Linked DNA regions of Mus musculus: all the other regions are linked to region 5. The links are chromatin contacts, called in public HiChIP or PLAC-seq and promoter capture Hi-C maps. All regions are on one chromosome and are shown on one strand. The core of a region is the stretch at or near the end of the contact, and the rest is flanking DNA. Distances in the headings are between cores, read along the strand shown.

The links. Promoter capture Hi-C pulls out the DNA fragments that hold promoters and counts their contacts. HiChIP or PLAC-seq counts read pairs in DNA pulled down with a chosen protein or histone mark.
Region 1: a promoter capture Hi-C map of liver shows a contact between it and region 5, with 2.4 times the contacts expected there. The contact joins the enhancer-like site here to the promoter of Tmem18 in region 5. A contact is called at or near these places in 11 of 39 promoter capture datasets (3T3-L1-derived adipocytes, cranial neural crest, embryonic stem cells and 6 more), 1 of 15 datasets of contacts at CTCF or cohesin (embryonic stem cells), 3 of 484 Hi-C or Micro-C datasets (all in embryonic stem cells) and 3 of 115 datasets of contacts at active chromatin or transcription factors (the 230-238 cell line, embryonic stem cells and stem cell-derived neural progenitor cells).
Region 2: a contact with region 5 is called in an H3K4me3 HiChIP or PLAC-seq map of stem cell-derived neural progenitor cells, with 88 read pairs. The contact joins the promoter of Alkal2 here to the promoter of Tmem18 in region 5. A contact is called at or near these places in 28 of 39 promoter capture datasets (the 3T3-L1 cell line, 3T3-L1-derived adipocytes, the C10 cell line and 17 more), 11 of 15 datasets of contacts at CTCF or cohesin (CD8 T cells, the G1E-ER4 cell line, the NIH/3T3 cell line and 5 more), 251 of 484 Hi-C or Micro-C datasets (the 3T3-L1 cell line, 3T3-L1-derived adipocytes, the 63-12 cell line and 123 more), 59 of 115 datasets of contacts at active chromatin or transcription factors (the 230-238 cell line, CD4 single positive thymocytes, the NIH/3T3 cell line and 38 more) and 5 of 9 other capture datasets (adipose tissue, embryonic stem cells, embryonic tail and 2 more).
Region 3: a contact with region 5 is called in a promoter capture Hi-C map of liver. The contact joins the enhancer-like site here to the promoter of Tmem18 in region 5. A contact is called at or near these places in 11 of 39 promoter capture datasets (3T3-L1-derived adipocytes, cranial neural crest, embryonic stem cells and 5 more), 2 of 15 datasets of contacts at CTCF or cohesin (large pre-B cells and stem cell-derived epiblast-like cells), 74 of 484 Hi-C or Micro-C datasets (the CH12 cell line, LSK cells, MC3T3-E1-derived osteoblasts and 41 more), 13 of 115 datasets of contacts at active chromatin or transcription factors (SST interneurons, VIP interneurons, astrocytes and 8 more) and 3 of 9 other capture datasets (adipose tissue, embryonic stem cells and pancreatic islet).
Region 4: a contact with region 5 is called in an H3K27ac HiChIP or PLAC-seq map of differentiating embryonic stem cells, with 5 times the contacts expected there. The contact joins the enhancer-like site here to the promoter of Tmem18 in region 5. A contact is called at or near these places in 6 of 39 promoter capture datasets (the 3T3-L1 cell line, cranial neural crest, embryonic stem cells and 2 more), 12 of 115 datasets of contacts at active chromatin or transcription factors (the 230-238 cell line, differentiating embryonic stem cells, embryonic basal ganglia and 4 more) and 2 of 9 other capture datasets (embryonic stem cells and pancreatic islet).

What each region holds. Positions count from the first base shown.
Region 1 is chr12:30,942,013-30,944,745 of GRCm38.p6, forward strand. It overlaps Sh3yl1 (Sh3 domain YSC-like 1), which reads left to right. Exons shown (of 10, transcript NM_013709.5): 7 at 1-117; 8 at 778-856. Among named protein-coding and RNA genes, the nearest start is that of Sh3yl1, 32 kb to the left of the region's middle. Within about 2 kb of position 1,434, at least 22 of the 459 cell types and tissues checked have an H3K27ac peak or open chromatin away from gene starts, as enhancers often do. A contact at or near this core is called in liver, where this site is marked.
Region 2 is chr12:30,883,034-30,885,877 of GRCm38.p6, forward strand. Alkal2 (ALK and LTK ligand 2) reads left to right here and starts at 1,291. Exons shown (of 5, transcript NM_001159743.2): 1 at 1,291-2,006. The coding sequence starts at 1,751.
Region 3 is chr12:30,213,547-30,216,246 of GRCm38.p6, forward strand. The region is part of intron 14 of Sntg2 (syntrophin, gamma 2); the gene reads right to left. Among named protein-coding and RNA genes, the nearest start is that of Gm32084, 69 kb to the left of the region's middle. Within about 2 kb of position 1,420, at least 2 of the 459 cell types and tissues checked have an H3K27ac peak or open chromatin away from gene starts, as enhancers often do. A contact at or near this core is called in liver, where this site is marked.
Region 4 is chr12:30,101,956-30,104,659 of GRCm38.p6, forward strand. It overlaps Tpo (thyroid peroxidase), which reads right to left. Exons shown (of 17, transcript NM_009417.3): 7 at 1,949-2,155; 8 at 1,097-1,597. Among named protein-coding and RNA genes, the nearest start is that of Tpo, 29 kb to the right of the region's middle. Within about 2 kb of position 1,371, at least 30 of the 459 cell types and tissues checked have an H3K27ac peak or open chromatin away from gene starts, as enhancers often do. A contact at or near this core is called in differentiating embryonic stem cells, where this site is marked.
Region 5 is chr12:30,582,926-30,585,720 of GRCm38.p6, forward strand. Tmem18 (transmembrane protein 18) reads left to right here and starts at 1,518. Exons shown (of 5, transcript NM_172049.2): 1 at 1,518-1,637; 2 at 2,545-2,665. The coding sequence starts at 1,581.

The sequences.
Region 1 (2,733 bases), core at 184-2,683, 360 kb after region 5:
GTTCCGCAGCCTGCTCAAGCAGAAGATCTTTATGAAATTCTTAATTCCTTCACTGAGAAATATGAAACTGAAGGGCAGCGCATCAATTTGAAGAAAGTAGCCCGGGAGCAGAGGAAGGTGCTGTGGCCTGGCTTCACGTCTCTCTCAGTGAACATGAGGGGTTCTGTCTTAGCACAGCTCTGAGCGCAAGTTCCCAGCAATACACTGAACTTCCTTTATGATTCATTTATGTAACGTCTTCAGAAATGTCCTAGAGGTTTGGCAGGTAGAGATTTTAAAAATAGTTTATCATCTATAATTGTATGTCTCTTAGGATGAAGTCTGGTAACATCGGAGAACCAATCCTAGCTGTGACTTTCTTTCTTTGGTCCCTACTTTGTTCCTGTTGTGCAGAGTGAAATTGAAGTATAGAGTTTAAGTTCTCACTGCCTTTCTCTGCTGACTGTTCCCTGTGACTATATCACTGGAGTTACAGCCCCCTACAAACCACATACAGTTGTCAGAGGGGGACCGGCTGTACTGATAGAGTGTACTAGACCACACACACACACACACACACACTCATCAGAGAGGGAGGGGCCCACGTGCTGCAGTGCACTAGGTCAGCCACGTTAGAGTCTCACATCCAGCCCTGCATACATACGAGTTTCTAGGAGCCCAGTTAATAAATACAAAGGCAGAAACCTGATCAATGAACAGCTTGGAAGCAAAGTCATCCTATTCTCATAAGTAAAAGTAGATTTTTAAATGTTGTGTATTTATTCTTGTGCCTCCCAGGCCAAAGAATTACCTCCAAAACCATCTTCAAGGCCCCAGCCAGCCCACCCACCTGTACAGCTGAATGCTGGCTCCCAGGGTAAGTGCTGCTGTTGCAGCTTAAATATAATAATATTTAAATAATTATTATGTATTAAGAAAACAGTTAACCTTTGTTATATTTTAATATCGAATAGAAGAACATTTAAGAGAAAAATGAAGGTTCAGCATCTTCAAAGCCATAACAGGGGCTTTCATACACAAGTCTTCACTGATGTAATATGTGAAGACATCTCTCATTAATAAGGTATTTTCTTAAATCTGCAATGAGATTTATATTTATATTTAATTTTTTATCATATGGGGCTTGAGAAATTACTCAGCATTTAATACCGCTCGGCACTCTCGCAGAGGAAACTGTCTCCATTCCTAGCACCCACATGGCAGCTCAAACGTCTGTAACTCTATTTCCAGGAGTCTGGACGCCCTCTTCAGGTCTCCGTGGGCAGTGCACATGTGTGGTTCACATAACACGGGCAAAACATTCATACAGATAAAATAAAAATAAAGCAATCTTTAAAACTTCCATTTATTTCGCTGTATGTGCTTGTACATGGTCTCCATGAAGTGAACTAGGTATAGCTATGCTGAGGACAGCCTCAGTCGTTTCCGGGTTCTCAGCCTCAGGCAGTGACAAAGGTGCAAGCTGACAGGTGACTCATTGCTGCTCTGAAACTGCACTTGGAGGCAGCTTGTTTTCTCTCTCTCTCTCTCTCTCTCTCTCTCTCTCTCTCTCTCCTCTCTCTCTCTCTCTCTCTCCTCTCTCTCTCTCTCTCTCGTTTTTTCACTCTCTGAGTTCACCTCAGTCTTTTATTGGTAGCACACTTCCTTGTTATACAATAATACATAATCAAAGCCTTTCCACTGTTTTCCTCAGGCCAATTCATTAGCTTTCCTGGAACCCCCATGTGACTGTGCCACCAGAAAGCACAGTGCACACACAAAGTCATAGTCCAGTGTCTGCTAAGGCAAGTTACACATTAACTTCTGACTCTCAGAAAAACCTCCAAATCCCAGGTCATCTGGGTGTGAACTTGAGGTTAGAGTACCAGCGTGACAGAACGACGCTAAATAGGCTAGGGTAATGGTAATATTTTTAACTTGTCTTAAATTTGCAAAATCTCTTAATTAAGCTCACATGTATTTCTACAATGCTTTTCAAACTTCTCCATATGCAATAGTAATTCCTCTTGCTACTTCCTCCAGGGCTCCATCACAGGCCCAAATTCTATCTCTTAAAACTCTACCCTATTTTCCTTAGGCAGGCGATGCCTGGGTGTCAAATCCGTTCTAGAAGGTCAGCTTGCTAGTCCAGCTGACCCAGCTAGTTCTTCTCTGTCTTGTCCCTTGTGTTTTCTATGGGCATCCCTGTCCTTAGTGACCCAGGCCCAGTGTTTCTTTTCCTTGCGGTCTTCAAATCTCTTAATTACTAAAGCTTCAGGCTTCTCAAAAAACATTTCCTGCTTCATATATCTGCTGCTACAACTCAGTCATCATGGGTTGGCTAAGATTTCCCAGAGAACAATTAAGGCCTTCACATGCAGAGCCCCTTGTCCTGTTATGCCTGGGTCGGCTGCTTGGGTGGCCAGGGCCTGAGCAGTTTGTTGCTATGGACACCAGAGCCATTTCCTTCTCCAGTAATGCTCTCACTCTGTTTCCCAGAAAGTTCGACCAGAGTTCTATCTGAGGACAAAGATGATATTTTTTAAAAGGCAAAACAGACAAGCATACAAGAGAGAGCAATGCCATCTGCATACTAGAAAGATAGAAATGCATGATACAGGTTGACGGTGCTCCTGCACCCAAAACTATGTCATGCAGCTACATTGGCAACCATGTCACACCCGACATAACTAGGTTTTATAGACACCTAGGTTTCTTCTTCTCTCATCATACCTGTTTTAATTTTTAAAAATT
Region 2 (2,844 bases), core at 41-2,540, 300 kb after region 5:
AGGAGAAGTATCCCATCTTATCTGCTTGAGATCTGTTTCTCAGGAAATCTTCCTTCGTCTTGCAATGCATTTCATCAGGATCCTATGTCTTTCAACTATATTGCATGCAACAAAACTAAATAAACTGGGGGGGGGAGCCCTAAACTAAAGCTAAAACAAACAAACAAACAAAAAACCCAAATTTGAAAATCAAATTGTTAGGGTCTCCCATAGCTCGTGGTCCCACTCTACCAGGCACTTGATCTGCTAGGGAAAGAAAACCAGTGAAAGGAGGGAGAAGGTGGTGGAGAGGGGAAATGGAGTTAGAAGTCAAGAACCGTGCAGAGCAGGGGCTGGCACACAGTGATCCCTTGCTCACCCTTGGCCAGTGCAGGTGCGCACCTGTAAGGCACTGCATCTTCGCAGCAGCCTGAGCAACTGCGGGTTAAAGATCAAGGCTTTTAATGCTTGCCTTCTCCCTTTCCGATGCTGTACTAAGAACACCTTTCCCCGATGTGATCGCCGACTTGGAGGACTTCCAGCTCCTGCCCAGAAAGCACCAATGAAATGGGAAACTGTGCAGTTGGTAATACTTATCACAAGAGGGAAAAAAAAAAAATCAGGCAAGTAAATTGCTGAGCCCTTGCAAATGTGCCTGGCTATTTCCAAAAGATCAAACTTTCTTAAAGATGCAGCTTTGAGTGGCAAGAGCTCTGGAGCCAACCAGGCCCCGGGTCCAGCGTGGTACAGCAGTGTCACTGCTCTAAGAACCTTCGTAGGCTGCTTGGGTCCCTCCAAGTGAGGGGCTTTCTGCAGGGCGCTCCTGCTCCCATCATCCTCTTCAGAACCAGAAACCTGCCTGTATTCAGCAGAACCCTTCTTCAGAAAGTCCAGACTCTAGATGACACTCAATGTTGAGGCAATCAAGCAGCTCCTTTTAAATAGCCCAAGATCTACATTTAGACAAAAACAGATCCCAGTTCCCGGTAAAGGCGTTTCTGCTCATCCTGTCACTTGTGACAGGAACGGAGGGAAACAGACTGCGGGAGAGGGAGACAGGAGAGGCAGAGGAAGGACAAGAGAGGGGGAGACCAGACGCGGGTGGAGACGTGAGGGAGGGGCGGAGACTGAAGACTGGGCCTGGAGGGGACAGGGGAGGGGATGAGAGAGCGAGAGGCGGAGGGGCCTGACGAATATCCGCGCCCCAGAGCGGCGCTCCGTGGTTCTAATTAAAGCGGCGCTCGGAACCCGGGGGACCCGCCTGACGTCGGCGGCCGCGGGAATAAGAAGCGCCCGAGGACAGCGGGACTCGGAGCAGCAGGGTGAGCGCTGTCCCCGTAGGAGCTGCGCGTCCTGTGTCCCTGCGCTGGACAAGTGGGGCTGGAGCTCATCAAGTAGTGTCGGGACTGGGGGACCGAGGAGCGCGGCAGACGCGGGACCTCTGGTGATCAGGTGCCCGAGGACGACGCGGGATCCACGGCGTGGGCGCAGGTGCCCGAGGGCAGTGCGGGGCCCACCGCTGGCAGGTGCCCGGACCTCTCAAGTCCAGGGCTGCCCATCTGCTCCGCGGCTCCGGACCTCGGCAGCCCCCGGGGCGTCACCTGTGGCCTCGCATCTCAAAGAGGTGTCCAAAGACCCCGCGCGCCGTCCCCGCTGTGAAAGAAAGTTGTGCGGCGGGCTCAGGCTGCGCCTGGACTCCGCGTGCGGGAAACTTGGGCGCCGGCTGCTGGGGCGGCGGGTCCCAAGACCCGCGACACAGGCCACCAGGGCCATGCGCGTGTCCGGGCGCCCGATGCTCCTTGCGCTGCTGCTACTGCTGAGCACGGTGGGGGACCGGGGACGAGCGCAGTCCAGGGGGCCTGCAGACCGGCAAACGCTGCTGAGGTTGCTAGTTGAGCTGGTCCAGGAGCTGAAGAAATTCCACATAGGAGACTCCAAGAGGTTGCAGCTCCTTGGCGAGTCCGACTTTGCCCTGGGCCGCAGAGAGGCCACGGATTATGGGGCAGACCAAGAGGAGCAGAGAGTGGGTGAGTGTTCCTCGGTGTAGAACTGGTGGAGGGCTTAGAGTGGGTGAGAATCCAGCAGTGTAGACCATAATATGAAAGAGAGTAAGGGGCGGGGGGTTCTGGCAGCGTAGATTTTGAAAGGCAGAAAGTCTCAAGAGGTGAGTATCTGGCAGCGTAGACTGTGGGGTCAGAGTGTAGAAGAGGGAGCCGTAGCAGTGTGTATCTGAGGAACAGAGTGGAGGAGTGTCCCGCAGCAGTGTAGACCACAAAGTACAGAAAGTTAATAAAATTGAGCTGTGGCAAGAATGGACCAGTGGAAAGTGGATGAGGATCCGGGCAGTGTAGACTATGAGGAACAGAAAGTGAGTATCCCAACAGTGTAGATCTGAGGGGGAGAGAGTTGGTAATTGGTGGGTGTCCAACAGTGCCAACCTACAAGGTAGAGAGTGAATGAGGGCCAAGGCTTTGGACCACGAGGACTGGAAGGGGTGGGGTCCTGAACACGTAAACAGAATTGATGAGACTGAGTCTTGACATATGGACCTGAGAAACCAAGGATGTTTGATTGCCCAGCAATATGACCTGAAGAGTGAGTGGGGTCCTGTCACTGTGGGCCCCAAAAGAGTTCTAGCCACACTGTGTACTGAGGAGCAAAAGTGGGTCTTGACAATATGGATGGAAGGGCTAACTTCCGTGTCTGAAAGACATATTAATATTTTTAAGAACTGCTTCTCAGAAACACAGGTTTAAAGATAAATCAACTTTAAATTTTAACAGGGTTTGTGTGTGTGTGTGTGTGTGTGTGTGTGTGTGTGTGTGTGAGAGAGAGAGAGAGAGAGAGAGAGAGAGAGAGAGAGAG
Region 3 (2,700 bases), core at 170-2,669, 370 kb before region 5:
AGGGTGCATATAACTCCCATGCAGGCACCTGTTATAATCATATTCATTATACTTAGGGAATTGTTGCAGTGCATTTCCCACTACCTTAGCTAAATGCTGCAGATTGGGTAACTAACAAAGACAAGTTCATGGATTCATTTTTATTTTCTGTTTACATGTACATATGTGTACAGATTTATGTGTAAGGATTCATGTGTATACATGTAGGGAGACCAGAGGACAATTTCAGCTGACACTCCTCAGGTTCTCTGAAGCTTCTTTGGGAGAGAGGGTCGCAGGCCTGGAACTTACCAAGCAGTCTAGGCTTGCTATTACGGAGTGGAGCTTCTTGTCCTTGTCTCTCCAGGGCTGGGAGTACCAGTAAGTCACCACACACAGCTTGGTTTTAATGTGAGTTCTACATATCTAACTTGGGTCCTCATGCCTCGGTGCAGGCACTTTCCAGACAGAGACATCTCCACAGTCCAGAAAGGCTCATTAAGCTCATGGTTTGGAGATCTGCTTATCCAGAGATAAAGGTTATCTCAGTGATATGGAGACCACAGAGTCCCATAATAGCATACAAGACATTGAGACAGTCTGTTTTTTTTCTCCAACAGACCCAACTCTATATAACTCATAAACCTGCTAATCTGCTAATTTATTAATCCCTGAAATGCTCTATCAACTAGAGCAGAGTCCTCATGACCCAATCATCACTTAAGTGTCCTGCTTGGCCTGTCTTCTTTATACCTGTCCAAGAGACTATATTCAAGGTAAAGATAAATTTTTAACTATAGCAACAATCCAGAAACAGGGTGTTCCAGGAAGGGTATAGGACATGACGTGTGCACATTAAGACTGAGCTTCAGTGTTGGAAATCTTTCTCCTGAAGAAATAATATTAGAAATGATAGCAAAGTCACAATACTGAGCCCTCCTGTGCTGGAAGTAAAGCATCATGGCTACATAGAGCAATGAAGTGTTGCACACCTGCCACATGGTGTTACTTCATTTTGTCCACACACTTGCTCATGAAGGTAAAGCCCACTGGATAAGCAAAGATGCTGGTATGGCATGTCCTTGGCTCTGAGGACCTAATCTCCACTTAAAACAAACATTCTTCCCTAAGGTGCAACCTGCTCCTGTGTAAATACAGACTGATATTACTCAGATCATGTTTGATTTCACAGCAGCTACTACACTATGAGTGCTGTGTCCTCAGAAGTCCTTGTGGCACCTTCTGGTGTCCTCAAATAACAATTAGGCACAGACCACACTCACATAGATACAGGCATGATAAGGCAGCCAACAGCATAGACCCTAACATGCTTGTGCTTTTGTGATTTGACCATATGTGACACCCTCACTCTGATGAGAACATTTATTTACCTAACCCAAGAATGATTACATGTTGGTATTCAAGTTCAAGGGTCATAGGCCAATTTCCTGGCTTAGGTGCTAGCTTGGGTTCACACTGTACTGTCTGGCTTCAACTAGAATTGTGACTCCTGAGGAATGCAGAATCCACGGCATAAGGTGATAATTCAGTAAGTGTCTGCTGTAAGGGAAAACATGCCCCACTGAAAACACCCCGTTATCTCTTAGAAGGAGGTAACTGTTGTGCAACTAGTAACTAGAGGGAAGACACTGAAAGGGAAACCAACTTATTTTCGAACACAGCAAAGATGAAGCAGACTGTCCTCAGGCAGGCAGGCTGCAGAGGCCACTGGACACCCATTTCTCTGCTCCCAGCATGACATCTTCTCCCATCCTTTGTCTGAATGTATCTTGTAGGGGTCTCCAACTGCAGAGTTACCCTACTGAGGTATTTGAGGATGAGGGCAGCCCAAGTGTGCCTTTTTCAGTGTGACTGATCTGTGCCACTGGGCAGATAGTTCTGGGCCAGCAACCAGGGAGAGGTCGGGGATCAGTTGTCTATCTGCCCCAGTGGCTTCTGTCTGTCTAGTCTCTGATCTGAATGAATCCTGAGGCTTCTTTTCCTAATACCTGGTGACCTGGTTCTCTTGACTCCATTGTCCCGCTGCCCAGTATAACAGAATTGTGTTCTACCCCATTGGTAGAAGAAGACAAGGAAGCTGCACAGGGCTTTGTCCAGAAACTACACATTCCTACCTATGGGGAAAAGGATAAGAGTTTCATATGCATATAGACTGGGGCCAACAGTGGGAGGGGAGACGCAGCCGGGGGATGGAGAGAGAAGGGCTAAGGCAGCTCAGGGAGAAGAGGTAATGAGGGTAAGAGATGCTAGGCCTGAGACAAGAGGCTGTGGTGCCTTTAACTGGAGGGTGTTCTAACCACAGCGCTCAGGGTGTATTCAGACTCTTGTTGGAGTCTAAGGAGTTGGCGCACTTTCTGGCTGTGGCCAGTCATGAGGCAGGCCCAAGAGGAGGCTAGCAAACCTGAAGAGAGACTGCATGCAGTAGAGTCAGTGACTAGCTCACTACAGAGGAGTCTCCACTGTCGTTTGCTCTCCACGCTGTTTACACATGCATGGGAGTAGACGAAAGATGGAAGGGGCAGCTAAGCTTTAGTTTGCACAGCAAATTCATGTCTCAAAACAACAAGAACGTCAACAGATGAGCACAGCAGCAGACAGGCGAAGAGCTTTAGAAGAGTTAACACTGTTACAGCTTTTCCTTCCTTTGCTTAGGTTCGTATTCCCATGGCACTGAGCGCAACAGCAACATCCATCAATATT
Region 4 (2,704 bases), core at 121-2,620, 480 kb before region 5:
CACGCAGACACACAAAGCACACACATACTGAGTGCAGATACCATATTCACCGTGCACATGACTCCTTAACACACTATATATCATGCACATGACTCCTTAATCAGCGGTGACAGACACCCAATGCGCACTACCGTGTATGCACGCGTCCTGGAGTGTTGGACTACTTCAGTGGGTTGGTAAAGATGTTCCAGCACTGAATGTTGCCTGCCTTCATGTCCTCTGGACGCTCATATTCTCCCAGCAACACAAAGATTAATGCCTGGTCCTCAGGTGCCCAAGGCCATGGCAGGTCAGTCGCTCCAGGCTGTCTCTTGTAGCTATGTACAGGAGGACAACACCCACTTCCTATTCCTTGCTAGGCAAGATTAAAGCTATCTTCTCCACAGGGTCTCTGTGAGGACACAGGCATGATGTCAAGTGCCCAGCACAGAGCCTGTTCTAACCTGACATGGGAAGGGGTTAGTATAAAGTGACTCAGTCCTCCATCACAACCCAGGGAGATGGTGACATCAGCGCTGCATTGATTTTTAATATGATTTTTCTCTTGCACAACTGATCAATGACCAACAGGGATCTCCATTTAAGATCCTTTGGTTTTTAAAAAGAATCATAAAATAAAGATCGAAAAATCAACTGTTCTTTAACGTGACAGAAATGACTAGGAACTTCATTATTACCACAACAGAAATAAGCCAGAATCCATCTACTTACCCACCTCACAGGCCTGCTACTAAGGGTATTGGAGCTATAACCTGTTTGGCTCTGTGAGTTCCAAGTACCAGGCAGCAGCCATTGAAGGGTCTACTTCTGGGTACAGTTGAGGGTGCAGGAGGTCTGTGGCTTACAGTTACTAGAGATGACCCAGTGCTTGGACAACAAAGCCACAAGGAGCCTCCTGGTAGTAGGAGCACTTTGCTCACATAAACTTGTGCTGTGGACATCCCCACTTAAATATCCCAAGGTGACACTGTCAGAAACTAAGAAAGCCCATGGTGGTCCCACTGGATACTCCCCTGGGCTCACAATGGCCCTGCGGACACATCTTAGGAGCATCCAGGTTTTCCTGTCTGTACCGCCCCTGCACAGAGGCACATACCTGGTGCAGTGCCCCTACCACCTTGCGCGCCTCCTGGTAGGCAGTGTTGGCGCTCCAGTGCTTGTTAATGGCCTTGAAGGCCGAAGCCAGGCGGTTGTGCTCGCGCAGCCACAAGGTGTGTACCGCTGCCAGGGCAGGGACCTCACTGGCGCGACCGTCTCCAGCCAGGAAGCAGGGCGTGCGGTTGGTGCGTGGGGTACCAGGCTCTGGAGCGCAGGCGGCTGTTGCGAAGGGCAGGTAGGCACGGCCAGCATCTAGGTGGAGAGTGTTGACACGCAGCAGTCCTGCCGAGCTGCTCCAGTTGCGCAGCTGCTTCTCAACGCCAGGGGAGCTGCCGTACACAGTGGAAGCATCAAGGAAGGAGGTCAAGCCATTCATCTGCTGCCTCGGATTGGCTGCAGACAGGTTGCCAAAGAGAGCACCTTGGTCCCCAGTGCCACAAGCGGCGGAGGAGCGGTAGAAAGGCAGGCATGCAGTGGTCCCTGAGGAGTTTGAGGGAAGCTGTGGCAAAGGGGAGACTAGATGTCACTTTCAGCTCGTGTGCCCTTTTAGAATCTTAAATCATAAAATAAATTTGTGTTGATTAGGTGATGGGCAAGGAGTAATACTTATTGCTGAGTGACAATACCTGTTTAGAGCATACACACCATATGGTGTGGGAGTGATGGGATAAGTTGCACACATAAAATGGAATTGTAAAAGGAGTGCATTGAATGTCCAAGGAGTGTAAATACGTAGAAAGCTCCTGGGGATGGGGGCAAAGGAGACTTTGCATTTATGTTAAGCTTTTCTGTTTAGTGTTTGAAAAGTCACATGTCATTTCATAATCAATAAAGACTTGAGGGAAATTACCTGTATGGGGAAGCAAGGATTTTGGTTCTCACAGGTCAGCTGGCAGTCGACACCTCCCCAGAAGGCTGCTGTGCTAGTGCTCTGTGGTGTGAGAGCAATGTCATGATCGATGTACTGTCCCCACACCGGCAGAAAATCAGAGTACTGGTCATCTTCGGTCACAGCCTCATTGGAAACTTGAATGAGGTGCCTTGTCACTTCCCGTACCTGGGTAAAGAGAACAGCTTGCAGTGGTGTGGTTAGACTGCCCCGTGATCAATAATGGAGACCTTGAGGTCTTAAATTCATGGTGAGGCTCTTGTTCACGGCTCTGAAGAGCCCTGGAAAGACCTGTTGCTGTGGCCATAACGGGAAGAGCCAAGATGGAAGACTGACACATTTGGGCTTGAATGCAGAGATATTCAGTCTGGTCACATGGGTCTTTAATTTTTGAGAGCCTTCTTGACCATTGTTAGAGAGTTGTGACTTGGGGTGGAAGACATGGATGGATAGATTCCACCTTGCAGACTTCGTTGGAGGAGTCATAGAGTAGGCCATCGTGTAGCCTTTAGAAGTTAGGAAAGATGAGGCTTAAGAGATAGTAAGTGGTAAAAGCATCTGTCTTGTGTTACGTGTGTGAAGCTCAGCACCCCAACCACAAACAAATGTGCGAAAGTCAAGGAGTGGGATTCCCCACGAGAGCCTCTCAAAGGACACAGTCCTGGGACACTGACTTTAGACACTTTAGGCTTTTGACCTACAGAACTGAACATCTAA
Region 5 (2,795 bases), core at 268-2,767:
CATGATCGTGGATACTCCAAACTGTCCAGTGTTATGTCACCCTTGAGCAATCTACCACCCCAGAATTGGGATAGCATCGCCAGCCACACAAGGTTACTAGGGCCATGTTTATCCCATAGATCCATAGAAACACCACTATCTTTGTCTATTCTAGATCAATGAGTTAGGATGTGAATGGCCAAGGGGAAGAATACTGTGCCCATCCTACATCTGCAAGTACTGACTGTATATTCATTGCTGGCCTTGGGGGCAGATACCATATGCACCAGTCTACTGGATAGGGCTGCTTCACTATGTCCTATTGATGGAATGTCTATCTCGGTTTCGTGGGACAGGAATCCTGTGGTACAGACACCATTGGCAGCCCATTTCTCTGGGTAAGGGCTGTGTGGATTATAGGATTCAGCTGCTATCTATCCAGCATGGTGAGACCTGACACTATATTCATCCTGGGACTTTTTATTTCATTTTATTTACATCCCAAACGCTACCCCCTTCAGGTCACCCCTCACAGAGACCCTTTCCCACCTTCCCTATCTCCTCTGAGAGGGTGAGCCCCCACTGGGTATTCCCCCAACCCTGGTGCATCAAGTCTCTGCCAGATTAGTCACATCCTCTCCCACTGAGGCCTGTTGGGCTATGGATACCACAGTCAGGCTACAGCTTTAGGAGAGCCTCTGCCCCAGTTGTGTGTGTGTGTGTGTGTGTGTGTGTGTGTGTGTGTGTGTGTGTGTGTGTGCACATGGAGACTGAGCTGCGCCTTTGCTGTTTATGTTTCAGGGGCCTTGGTCCATCCCATGTGTGTTCTTTGGTTGGCAGCTCAGTTTCTGAGAGTTCCCAGAGGTCCAGGTTAGTTACTCTTTTGGCCCTCATGTGGGGTTCCCAGCCCCTTAAAGACCTTCAATCCTTCCCCCAACTCTTCCATAAAAGTCTCCGACCTCAGTCCAGTGTTTGGCTGTGGGTCTCTGCATCTGTCTCAGTCAGCTGCTGGCTGGAGCCTCTCAGAGGACAGCTATGCTAGACTCCTGTCCCCAAGCATAGCAGGGTATCATTAATAGTGTCAGGGATTGGTGCTTGCCCATAGGATGGGTCTCAAGTTGGGCTGGTTATTGGTTGGCCATTCCTCCAGTCTCTGCTTCATCTTTGTGCCTGCATTTCTTTTAGGCAAGACAAATTTGAGGTGAAAAGTTTTGTGGGTGGGTTGGTGTCCTTATCCCACTGGGGTAGAAGTGGGATTCCTGCCGGCTGCCTGGCGGGCTACTGGAGCAAGGATGCCATCGGACCCTGGCAAACTCTCCCCAGCCGCCGGCTGCATCTGTGGAACCCACGAACCCTCCGCTTTCTGGGCAGTCTGGAAGAAACAGAACTAGGTGAGCACGTTGACACTTCTTACAGAAATGCACTACTGCAATAACGAAAGTTGGACGCTCTTTTAAAAAAAAAAAAAAAAAAAAAGTCAGAACTCTCGCGAGAAGAGCCAAGCGCCAGGTTCGTACCCGTAGATCTCGCGAGAAGTCTAAGCGCCTTTCCCGGCTGTCGGAAGCTGCGGACTCGTCCCGGCTGTTGGGATCCCTGGCGCGATGTCGTCCGCATACTCAGTCCGATCCTTCCCAGTCAGCATCCCTGCGGTGATCATGGTAACTCGCAGGCTCTAAGTGGCGCCGGCGTTTGGTGGGGTTTGCTAGTTCTTGCGAGAACTGCGCAGGGGCGGGCGGGCTGCCTGAAGCCGCTCCCTGCTCCGCTGGATGGGGCAGCTCCCGGGTGCGCACCGGCCGTCCTCTGAGTCCCCAACACCAGTGTTCACCCCGGTGGCGTCTTAGCGCCATACATTGACTTCCCTGCCAGTGTCTGGAGAGACTCTCAAGTGCGCTGTCTTTCCGATGTGGCACAGAAGAGATGAGCGTTACCCAGTAACTGGACTTCAAGCTGTCCCCAAGAGCTTTAGGGCTCCAGATAGAGGAGCTGGTCTTGCCTTGCGGAGCCGTGCCCTTGGAAAATGGCATGGGAAGCTCTAAGAAGTCGGGACTAGGAACTTAATATTAGTTGGAGACAGAATCAGAAAGATTGGAGCCTTGGGGACTGTACTTAAGACCCCAAAGCACACTAGCCGGCTGCATGGTGCAGAAGTGTCAGGGACAGTCAGCTCTGCAGGTTAGGATGGCTCTCATTTCCAGACCTCCATGCACAGAGGAGCTTGGTGTACGCAGCTTCACACATTCCAAGTTAACATGACTTTACTTAGCTCGTTAGTTTAGTTGATAATAACCCTCTAGATTTCACCCAGTCCAAAGAGGCAAGTGGACAGTAGTTTCCATCCTGTGTGCTCAGACTTTAAAATCTTTATATAAAAATCTGTGACTGTGTTTGCAATTGAGGCATCGCTGTTTCCTCTCGCTTGCTCCTGCTTGTCTGAGAGTTCTGGTTGTATACAAACACCAATGGAAGACCCCCAAACTCAATGGAAGGGACCAGTAGCTCCCACTCCCCACAGGAAAGCAGTTTCGTTTCGCTGCCCTCCAGGTTTCTAACGCTATCTCCTCACAGGAGACAGACTGGACAGAGCCGTGGCTCCTAGGACTCCTTGCCTTCCACCTGCTGTGCCTCCTTCTCACTTGCTTCTCCTCACAGAGGTATAAGCTACAGATCGGGCACTTCCTGTGTCTGGGTGAGTAGGAGAACCTTGAATCCCTCTGCTCACTCTCATTGCTGCGATACTGCCCCTGGGTTTGTTTGCGTTGTGTTTTCACAGCGTTTCCCAAGCCTTCATTTCTATATGGAGATCATGAAGTAATCTT